Regions from separate parts of the Capsicum annuum genome. Here region 1 is linked to region 2. A link is a contact called in public Hi-C data. All regions are on one chromosome and are shown on one strand. The core of a region is the stretch at or near the end of the contact, and the rest is flanking DNA. Distances in the headings are between cores, read along the strand shown. Region 1 holds the start of LOC107859583. Region 2 holds the start of LOC107859578 (protein DETOXIFICATION 40).

Region 1 (5,851 bases), core at 1,974-4,473, 180 kb after region 2:
TGTGGGACCCACTTGTCTCCTTTTTTTTAATTGGAAACTTGCCGGGCCCTTCTGGCTTATTTTTCTCATCTCATCTTTAAGAAGTAACATTCAACTATTATCAAAGGCAACGATACAATGTTATAGTCTAAGGAAGGGCGAGAAACAGTTCAGACTGTTCTTTATAGTCCTCTCTGCTCCCGGTAAACACTTCTGGTTCACCTTCAAAAGTAGAAAAAAGATACCGGGAAAGAAAACAGGATCTTGAGGAAAGAAAGAGTTTAACGTTTAAGATCATGCATAGATAGAAATAACTCTTCGATTTTATATTGATGACAGGATTAAAATGCCACATTTTATGTAATGGAAGATGGCATGTACAAGACAAAAATAACATATCTAATGTGAACTTAAGGGAGATTAATGATATCTGGAAGTTCATTGAGAAGATGAACATCATTGAAATTCTTAAGAAGCAGTTATGAATAGCCAAAACTGTTACAGCTGCTCTCTACCACGTGAATTCAACTACTAGTTCATGAAATTTGTACAATTAATTACCTAAAGCAGTAAACTGAAGCCATTCCCCACCTAATTGAAGTGTTTAAGCACATTGCACAATTGCAATTTTTGGCTTTCAATTCTTGCTTCCAAGAGCTTGGACTTCAAGCCATGCTTCGGGATTCCACGTGTCCATTCAATACATCCTTTCATGGCTCGAGCGGTATGTGGATTTCTTGGACCACCTGAGCAGCAATGACTCACAAAATCTTGGTAGTCTAGTGCTCTTTCAGCTGGTACATTCTCGGACAAAATAACATCCACGTTAGGTATTGATCCATTTGAAAGTTTTCCACTGTCATCAAGTGATATTGTCTTGCACAAATCATCATTTGAGAGTGATGATCTCCAAAGCTTGCGAAAAGAGGATCCTTTCTTCTTTGATTTCTTTGGCAATACCGGGGAGATTTCACTGGTCTCAAAATCCAGAGGACCCGATTGACCAGTGGTCTGCTCATGATTCACTTTGCCACATAAAAGATATCTGCCTCGATCAATACCATTGGCAGAATGCTCAGTTTCACCATCAGTGTAATTTGAAAAGTGATCTTCAGCTTGGGTCACTGTTTTCCTACCACTTGCATCTTTCCAACTCTCGTCGTGATCAAGAAAGACATTCAGACATTCACTGCTGGTGTTCATAGCACCATTTCTACTCTCAGTACCAGCAATTAAGATTGCAGAGGAATGGCAAGGATTGTTATAACCAACACATTCATTAGTTTCCAATTTCTTAGCTTCAAAAATAACAGAACCCTCGTTTGGTGTATATATGCCATTTGATATTGGGGAGCTAGAAGAGAACTCCTTTATTTCTTGGATGTTCAACGAGTCAAAAACATGCTTGACCACTTGCACTTCAACTAAGTCAGTCATGTCCACAATTTCATTATTAGATCTCATAAAGCTCTGAAATTCTGATATAAGATCACTCATCAGGCAATATTTTTCTTCTAAAAGTAGCTTTGCATCAATCAGCTTCATTTGAACCCGTTCTTCGCGCCAAACCTCAGCCAATTGAAGCATTTTTCTCTCTTCTTCCACTTCCTCATCAAGTCTGGCTCTTTCACTCCTCAATGCTTCAATTTCAGCTCTATTTTCTTCAATCTCCTTGACTAGCTCACTGCACACATCCTCCAGCGACTCTCTAGATTTTCTCTCTCTCTCATAATCATGCATATATTGTCTGGAGGATAACTTCGAATCAGCTAGACCAACCAGTAATTTGGAATTAATAATATCCAACTGTTTACAGTTTCTTCTTTCTCTTCTCAAATCATCTTTTAAGCCATCAACTACAGCGTGCATCTTCTGACATTCTTTTCTCATCCACGAGGTTCTTTCTTCATTCAGATTCCTCACAAAGTGTTTGAATTTCTTCCCAAGACGCCTCCTTTCAGATTCTAGCTCTTCAATGCAAATTCTTGCTCTTACTAGTTCAACTTGTAAAGCAGGAGCAAGTGAGGTAGTTGCAGTATGTTGATCTTTATAAAGCTTTACGAGGCCATTGGGATGATCAATTTCACTGGACATTTTGTAGCGGCCAGGATCCCACTTTGTAGCTCCCTCAGACGCAGATTTAGGAATTGGTATCCAAGAAGGGAGCTAGCAATAACGAAAATAATCATGGAAATGGTCAGAAACTCTGGATTTTAATCAAAATGGGACTTCCTGTTATCTAGTAGAATGAAATAGAGGAAAGAGACGAAGAAAAACGATCAGACGTAAAGCAGGAATGGAGTGAGGCATAAAATAAAACTGAAAAGCTTCGCGTCCTACTTTAACTTCGCCTACTTTAGCTGATAACTATAATTGAAATCCCCAGCTACCCCATTAATTAGCAGATCAACACTCATAATTAACTAATCAGTGGTGAAATTGCACCATGTGAACAAGTTGCCTTTGCAGAAATGAGCCAAGAAAATACATAAACCATTATCACTATTTGATTTGTTCATTGATCATCAATTAGTGAAAACTTACAGGGTGAATCGAACCACACTGTAGCCGCTTCATGCCGCCACCACCATCATCGGAGGCGAACTCCGCCGCCAAATGCCACAGACCAGCGGCGAGCTTTCGAGCAGAGACACCCATCTTTTCCCCACCATTAAAACGCTCAAATCCTCTGCAATATTCCATTTCCATCAAAGGATCATTGCATTTTCCCTGAACCTTGCTCACCAAAATATGACTGGCTGAGGCTGATCCACTTTCACCCTTCACCCTCCTCCGACCTCCGGCCATCGGAGTTCTTGTTTTCTTCCGACGGTGATTCAGGTTGTGATCATATTAGTCAACTGACAATCAATTGAACTAGCAGTCCCATCTCTGATCTTCCTATTATTCAACAAGAAAACATCCAACACAATTTCAGTTTGTACGATTGTACTAATATGAAGCTCAGAGTCCTCATTCTATGGTCAGTCGCAGAAATAGTAGCAATGAACATGCAAAATACACACTTAGAAATTCGAACAACATTACATACTTATATGATTTAAGGAATAACATGTAAACTCACATGGGTGTACAGAAGGTAATAGGTGTCTATATTTGAATTACTCTATAAGCAATTAAGAAAGTTTGAAACAGGGGAAAGGGCTGGTGGGATTGTCGGACTTTTGGGATAGTAGGTCCACTGAAATTTAATACTAACATTGACAATTCCTATGACTGACTCTACCTTTGATTGTGTGATGTTATTTTTTTGTCCTCATACACTAACCCCATAATGCTTTAACCTTTTCTCGTAACTTTTTGTGCACGTTTAATTTTCAAAATGTCTAATAAAGAACTTTGGATACTCAAATATAAGAAGTTGATATGAAAACTTTTATTTTCTAAGAGGCTAATTTTGAGTTGAAAATAGTTTTGCTGATTATGCGGGGACAAATTCCTGTTGGTGCTAATTATCCTCACTACATTTTAATCATATATCATGCCTCTAGGCTCTAGCTAAACGTTTATGATTTCGTTAGTGTCAGCCATGTAAATTTGTCGGAAACAAAATGATTATCCATAATATAATTAACTACTGTTTTTCCTTAATTACCTGGAATTGCATTGCATGGGAGGAGAAATATAACTATTCGTGTCAAATTCAACTTATGATAATATAACTATCCAAATTAAATTAGAGACCATCTAACTATGTCCATGTTTAATTTATTTGGTTGATCAATATTTCATCTGATGAAAAAATTACTACTATATATGAGTGATCGTACCCCAATTGACCCTAACGTGTACAAGCATAGAAAGTGTCATGAAGGAGTATGGTATTCATTCGTGTATAACAAATGAAAATTTTGGTCCAACTTAATTTCAAAAATTAGCTCATGAGTAAAATAAGGTCTAAAACTATATATGAAGACTGAATACCTCATCCATACCCAATGTAAGACTATGACACTCCAACGCTTGGAATAAAATATATTAAATATGGATAAAATGGAAATTCTTACATAGTGTGAATCAAAAATGTAAAATAAGTCTAACTTTAATATCATGAAATGAAAAAATTAAGAAGGAAAACTATGTAGATGTATCGTTTGACTATCTAGTTTACTACCATGACTGAAGTATACACTATTATACACTTCAGTTATATATGTTGTGTATATATATGTATATTTTATGTATAGTATATGTATATGAATAAAGTATATTCTCTACTATCTTCCCTACTATATACACAATATGTGTTAAAAAAAAAAATACTAAGCTAGCATTTGGCTATAGATTCTGATCAAATATTTTTGGCAAGTTAATTTTTGAATAAAGATTTGGGTGAAATCTCACAATGTGCTTGACTGTAGTATTTGAAAAACATAGTTCACTTAAATAAGAGTTCACAAAAATAGAAATTTGGCCCAAATACTAGTATTTATTTGCCAAATAATGACAAATTCTATGATCAAACACTATTTGCCAAGTTTTTTCCCAAAAAAACTATTTGGAAAATCTATGGTCAAACGGGGACATATTTTGCAAACTAGATGATCCAAAGACATTGGGCTGTAATTTTCCCAATTAATTAAGAAGCTAAAAATGGGTAGGTACAGCCCAACCCAATCCTGTCTACGGGCTAGAGCAAACTAGCCATTCTAAATGGCAGGCCTTCCAACTTACTAATGTGAGAAATAACTTGATAAAGCACTGGACTAAATAGGCATGTTTGTGTACCTTTGAATTATTGGCCATGTTGATGTATATAGTTGGTTGATTTATCCATATATATATTGCTTGTTTGTTATTAACTTAATCTGATATATATATTGCTTGTTTTGTTTGTTATTAACTTAATCTGATTCCAATTGTAAATTTGTAAGAAACAAACTCAATTGTTTCTTATGATGATTACAAGATAGAGAACCAGAAAATTTGATGACTGGAAACTTACTACCCTTACTATTGATAAGTGTGTTTTGTTGATCTTGACTGTAGTTTCTATAAATGCATGTATGTAAACAGAAAGGCTTTGGATATTTTCAGCAGCTTATGTACTAACTACTATGGCAAACTTAATAATTTAGAACTAATAATTGCTAAATTAACTCAATCAAATCAGAGGGACCATCCTACTTTATTCTATATTTTCATCTGTCGTACAATCTTCTTTAATAATTGAGCTTAAATATTTAAATCGGTTGCATTCAAGTACAACAATGTCACCTAATTTTACTTTTAACTTCACTTTTTTTTTATCTTAATTAAACTTGCCATCCATAAATTCTGTATTCTTTCTGCCTATCCTAAATTAGGGGAGTGAATTTTTTTTTGCTAATTAAATCAGTGAGACAATAAAATATAAGGGCTTGAAGTTCAAGTTAAAGTGCAAATATATAAAAACCTGAGGCATGTTATTACAAACAAGTATGGGTAATACTCTTTCTCTGTCCACACTCCACAAGCAATAAGCAAAAGAATCCTCCTCGAGTGATCTTTTGAATATTTGTTCTGGTCTAGGGAGCTATGTGACCTATGGCTATAAGTGGACTATGACTATATGCTAAAGTATAATGTGGCAAAGTGTAATGTTTGTATACTTTCACTCTTGAATCAATAATTCATCTTAAGGTATAACCAACTCAATTTCTTGGTAACCACCAAAGTATGCATCCAGAATGTGATGCAGTGGATGAGTTGTTTTTTTCTTAATTAAAGTTTTCGATTTCGAGTTCTGAGTATGAATAAATCTTTGATAAAAAGTGGTATCCCAAATAAAATCTACCCGATGCGAATTTGGATGAGTTAGACTTTAATGTAAATACTGAACAGGGGATGAAAACTAAAAAAGGAAAAAAAA
Region 2 (5,953 bases), core at 2,153-4,652:
GATATAAAAGGTAGAAGATCTAGTGACTTTTGAATTTAACTTTTATACGTTAATCGTGAAACTGAAGACAACACATAATAAGTGAGTTCAGTTACATGAAGAATAAGACAAATAACTTGCTACAACATGTTAGATCACGTAAATAGTATAAAAACTTTACCTTGTCAGCGTATATACCCTATATAATATCATACTACAAATAAGGAGATTAAGGAGGAGATATATCTTACCAGTCAAGACTGGTTGAATGCCATTGAGAATAAGGGTGAAAGCTAAAAATGGACACAAATCAGACACTGCATTGGCCACAGTTTCACCCTCGGTGAATGCATAGCTAATAACATTGCGCAAACATAGCACTATTATAGCTTCCACCACAGCTATAACAAATGAAATTGATGTCACCACAAACACTGAGAATGCTGCTGACTTTGGATGTGCTGCTCCTAGTTCATTGCTCACTCTCACACTGATCAAAACGAGTTTAACTTCTATAAACTAACTGTTTAAATGTTTCTTATACCATATCACTTGTAAATATAGGTAATATTCTTTAACAAGAATGGTTTGGTAACTTGCACATAATCACAAGTAATTATTTTGAACTGTCATGGTATATAATTTTAAATAGAATATATATACCATGAATGGTTAATGGGTAACCAAGAAAGAAAAACTGACCTAGCAGCAGCATTGAACCCCACTGCAACCATGAACATCAGCCCATTCACTGCCATGCTACAAATATAAAAGTAAAAAGATTTCTTTAGTTCATTGGCAAGTCATTTTTAACTTTTCAAGGCAACAGAAGTGGATCCAGAATTTAAAGGAGTGTATGCGTGTAGAGTACCATTGCAATCATTTCTCCCTCGCGATAAAGGATCAAATTAAACCTCTGTATAAATACACGTATCAAAAAATTGTATATATGTATAGTTCCAGTAGAAGGCAACGGGTGTAAAATGTTGGCCAAGAATATCAAGTCATAGCTAATTGATTAACAACTTAACCTTTTTTAGAGAGAAATTTCTTGATATTGACACTATAATATATATAGATATAGCTAACTAGTTTTATGAGATCATGAACAGAATGTAGTTTTTGGTAGCATACAAATAAACAGAAGGGTAACAAAATCTCACCATACTGAGATAGAATCCAATGCAAGCTCAGGATTCTTGAGCAACCCTGAAAGCAACACAAGAATTTGAAAATACCATGTCTCCAAACACAACATAACAGCTGAAGCCGCCGATAACTTCACGAATTCCCATAATCCACTGAATGCCTCCCATCGAAAACCTGTCCAAGTAGCCTTACACCTTTCACTTGTCAATATGTATATAAACTGAGCCCCAACAATAATCCACCAAGAAAGACTCAATACCAGTGATGCCCCTATCAATCCCAGTCCAATTTTGTATACAACAATCCAACTGAGCAGTAAGTGTACAAATAGAGTCCCTAGGGAAATAAAGGCACTAGGGGCTACAATACTCTGAGATTGCAAGAACTTCTGTATTGGGAAATTCACCGCGTAAGCAAATATCTGGGGTATTAGGCCATACACAAATACTGCTGCTTGTGATGCAACTGGTTTTGATTCACCAAGCGCGAGCAGTATGTTCTTGGAAAACAAATACACCACAGCTAGTGGTATGCCTGTTATTGAAAGTACTACTGTTGATCTTTGTAGGTAGACTCCTAACATTTCATATCTATTAGCTCCATATGCTTGTCCACATAGAGTTTCCACTGCACTGCCCATCCCTAGCTGCAACAACAAGGGAAAAATGAAAAGAAAAAAAAGAAGAAGAAAATTGGAAAAGTTATACATGTAGTGTTGTTTTGTCATCAAAATTCCTCTGCTAGCTTTTCCTTTTTTGCACACACAAGTTCTCAACTTTCTTTTCCTTTACTATCATAGTTTAAGTTGAAAATTGCATAGCCATAAATACCAAATGGACAAATATAAGGAACTTACATCATATTGCGATTTGCGAAAGCAACTTAGAGATATAAGGGTATACCATAAGGCCATACGATTTGCGAAAGAAACTTAGAGATATAAGGGTATACCATAAGGCCATAAGCACATAATTGGATGCCTTGATTGCCAAGAGAGGCAGCAGCAAGCTGAAGGTTTCCAAGTTGACCCGAAAAGATTCGTGTAGACATGGACATAGCATTATTGATCATGTAGACAGCCACTGCAGGGGCTGCAAGTCGAAAAAGCAACTGGAATTCGATCCAAAAGGCGGACCTAAGGCGTTGAAAGTAAGGTAATTGGGAGTTGGAGAGCACCTCCTCGAGCTCAGAACTCGCCCCATGGGCAGCCAACAAGGGCTGCTCAGCTTCAGACTCCATAATTTTTCCCATGCCAATGTGAAAGTAGAATGTAATGAAAGTAACTTGTAGGCATATAAATAATAGATGAAGTTGTCATCTTGACATTTAATCTGAGAAAATGAGAGGTAAAGAATGTATGTCATTTTGTGAAGAGTGGAATTAATACATGGTATGTAACAATCAGTATATAGTTGGAGTTGTTTGATGGAATATATAAAGATATTTATCTTGTGCAGTACTTGTGTACGTGTAAATTTGTCACCAGCAATATGGCACTACTCCTTTTCTGAAAGCTATATCACACAAATGCATTAATCTTCCACTATGTCATCTTCTACAAGTTACACTAAAGAATCTAGCTAGTACAAAAATCGCGTTGTAGCATTTTAACAAAATGAGAAAAAATTCTTGGACACAGAAACTGCTAACATAATGAGACATCTATCAATAAATTCTTTATTGACAAGCCATATAGAATCTAGTAATTTCAACGAGCATGTAGAATGGAGAAGAAAAAAGATCTTTATTGGCATATAAAAATTACTTGGATGAAAAAGTCTTCTTGAGGCCGTTTCATGTGAGATTTGAGAGGTTAATGTATGTCATCATTTTATGAAGCATGGAATTACATCTCTTCCATACTAAATTACACTACTTTTCTTGGACGTATAATGCACCAATACACTGAAACACCTTTTAATCAATCTATCGATCAATCAACTATTTTTTCGATCAAGCCATAGAATGTAGTATCCTAATGAGCATGTAGAACGAACAGAAACTATATTTTAGGCATATAATATAAATGATAGATGATAAATTAATGGTTAATATATATCATTTTGTGAATTACTTGGTAACAATTAGTATAGTTGGATTTGTTAGATGGAATCTTTAAAGATAACTGCGTACATTTGTACAGTAGTTGTTGATATATAGAGCATGGTAACTCATGTGAAAATCCGTCACAGAGATCAGATCTACCTTATTAACAGGGAAGATCTAAGAAATGATAATTAATTCCATCTTATGAAATTATTAACCCCCCCCCCCCTCTCCCCCACCCCAATCTATTTTTTTTTATAACTTCCTTTCCGCTAAATGATGCTTCATTGTTTCCATTTATTTGAATGTATTTGACCGCATATAAAGTTTAAGAAATTAAATATAAATATTTTATACTTATATATACAATTAATTCATCGCTACAACTTTGGCCTATGGCAGCTCTAGTTTTAGGGAACACTTGAAAGGTGCAACCAAAATATTTGTGCAACACTACATTCTAGTTTTAAGGGGTGGGCTTTATTGAAGTGTTCTTTATAGGAAAAAATACATAAAGTAACATATTTAAGTATTAAATTACAAAAAATAGCAACATTTTTATCAAATTACATTTTGTAGCATATGTATTTGTATTTTTATAGCAACAGTTTGCAAAAATACAAAATACATATCGATCATAAGGACAATAAAAATCAATATGTATTTATATTTTTGTAGCAACAGTTTGCAAAAATACAAAATACAACTTGTTATATTATGTAATTATGAAACTGTTGCTATGAAACTCATAATTAAGGGAATAAATATGCTATTTCTGAATTTTGCTCTTCTTAATAATATAAAGACCGCGCTTTTGAAGTGTTGCCAAATCATGGCATTTGGTATTTGAGTGTTGGTGATATAAAACATGTGCATAAGAAAAAAAAGGAAAATGAATCGATTTATGCTATGATGAAGCATTCGAAGTATAATTGCACGCTCATACGGTCTTTGTGGGATTCGACTCCTCTGCATTTCTGTTATCTCTATTTTCTTCAAGTTTCTACTTGAATGAGAGACACATGATATTAGTTAAAATGAATGGTTAAGATTTAATTACTAAATTAAGATTCTGACCATGATATGAACAACAAATATTTTACCTATTTGCTTCCAAAATTTTAGTAATTCAACAATTGTTATAGTTACATAATTATTTTACCCCTAAATATATTTTTTTTAAAAAAAATTCTATCTATTTCTACCTTTTTTTCTACGCTGTGTTCTATTTTTATGCTCATGGACTATCTTCCAACTTCTTTAAGTTAATTTTTTATTTCATTTTAACCATTAGATACTTTTTCTTTAAAATTAGCTATGAGTATAAATGGTGACACTTCAATATTTTTAATAACCAAGTTTCTTTTTAATTATGCTAATTGATTATTTTTATTATAATATCGATAATGCTTGTGTTATTATAATAATTTACTACTCAAAGATTTATATTTATGAGATAATTTTTTACTGTTGTCATGATTTTGGCTTTGCCAATTTTTTTTATAGCTAGTCTTTTTTTTTTTTTTGGATGAAGAGAAAAAATGATAAGAGCTAAGAAATTTGGAAAAGGCAAAAATAATAAAGTTTTTAAAATGATAAGGGTATATCTATAAAAAAAAATTTACCATAAAATATTTTTTTAATCATAGGATAATTTTTTTCTAGTTAAATCATGGTTAGAAGAAAAAAGTAGGAAGAGAGAATTTTTAAAAAATATATTTATGGATAAAATAATTTGGTAGTTGTAATTTTGAAATTACTAAATATTTTTGAAGCAAATATATAAAATATTTATTAGTCAAATCTTAACCATGAATAGAGGTAAATTTCATCCATGATCACTTAACTTTGTATCTATTACGCAAAAGTCACTTTTCTTTCATTCATTTCATCCATGGTCATTTAACTTTACTCCGACCATCACAAAAGTTACTATGACTGGATTTTACAATAATGCCATCGAAGAAATGATGTGGCAACCTTAATTAATTATTAATTTTAATTTAAGTGAATATATAATATATTACTCGTATCTTAACTTTTTTTATATGTGGACAACCCAAATTTCCTTATGGATTATTTAATGAAAGACTATCATTTTCTTAATAGATTAGATTATCTAATGAATACTATTTACATAAAAAAATTTAGTTGATATTTTTATGAAATATTTCATAATATTACATTCATCTGCCAAAAAGGTGCATCGAAAAAGAGTGATAAACAAGATAAATTCTTCAAAACACATACATGTATGATATTTTTTATTTTTTTAAAAAATAATTTTGAAGATAAATCAACACGCTAAAGATAGTTTTAAAATAAAATCTTTTTAATTGTGTCATTGAATAAGTATTGTCAAAATTTGTACAAAAAATATTATATTAACGTACAGTTTTGTTAATAAAAGTTATAAAATTAAGTACTTTAATAGATAAAGAAATTATAGGATATCTAATTTTTATATTTATCAATTAAATTAATTAAATAATATGTAATTTATCAGAAATTGAATATTATAATAAATTTTTTTAAGAAAACTAATCGATTAGTCAAACAATTAAAAATAAAAAGACAAACTCGGTAAATAGAGTAGTTTATCATATTATTATGATATACCGAATGCAAAGACTCAATTGGCAACAAAAAGAATGTATGAAAAAAATATCAACTACATGTCACAATTTTAGAGGAGAAAAATAATTTTATCAACTACATGTCATGATATATTAGTGAAAAAAATAATTTACCAATATATGTCTCAACTTTAGAGGATTTT

Evidence for each region. A called contact is a pair of places that touch in the nucleus more often than the background predicts.
Region 1: a Hi-C map of bud shows a contact between it and region 2, with 2.6 times the contacts expected there. The contact joins the promoter of LOC107859583 here to the promoter of LOC107859578 in region 2. A contact is called at or near these places in 2 of 5 Hi-C or Micro-C datasets (bud and leaf).

The regions. Positions count from the first base shown.
Region 1 is chr2:134,094,706-134,100,556 of UCD10Xv1.1, forward strand. LOC107859583 reads right to left here and starts at 3,224. Exons shown (of 4, transcript XR_007052406.1): 1 at 2,524-3,224; 2 at 571-2,145.
Region 2 is chr2:133,911,063-133,917,015 of UCD10Xv1.1, forward strand. It overlaps LOC107859578 (protein DETOXIFICATION 40), which reads right to left and starts at 3,403. Exons shown (of 8, transcript XM_047407054.1): 1 at 3,262-3,403; 2 at 2,080-2,459; 3 at 1,143-1,774; 4 at 682-738; 5 at 231-469. The coding sequence starts at 2,379.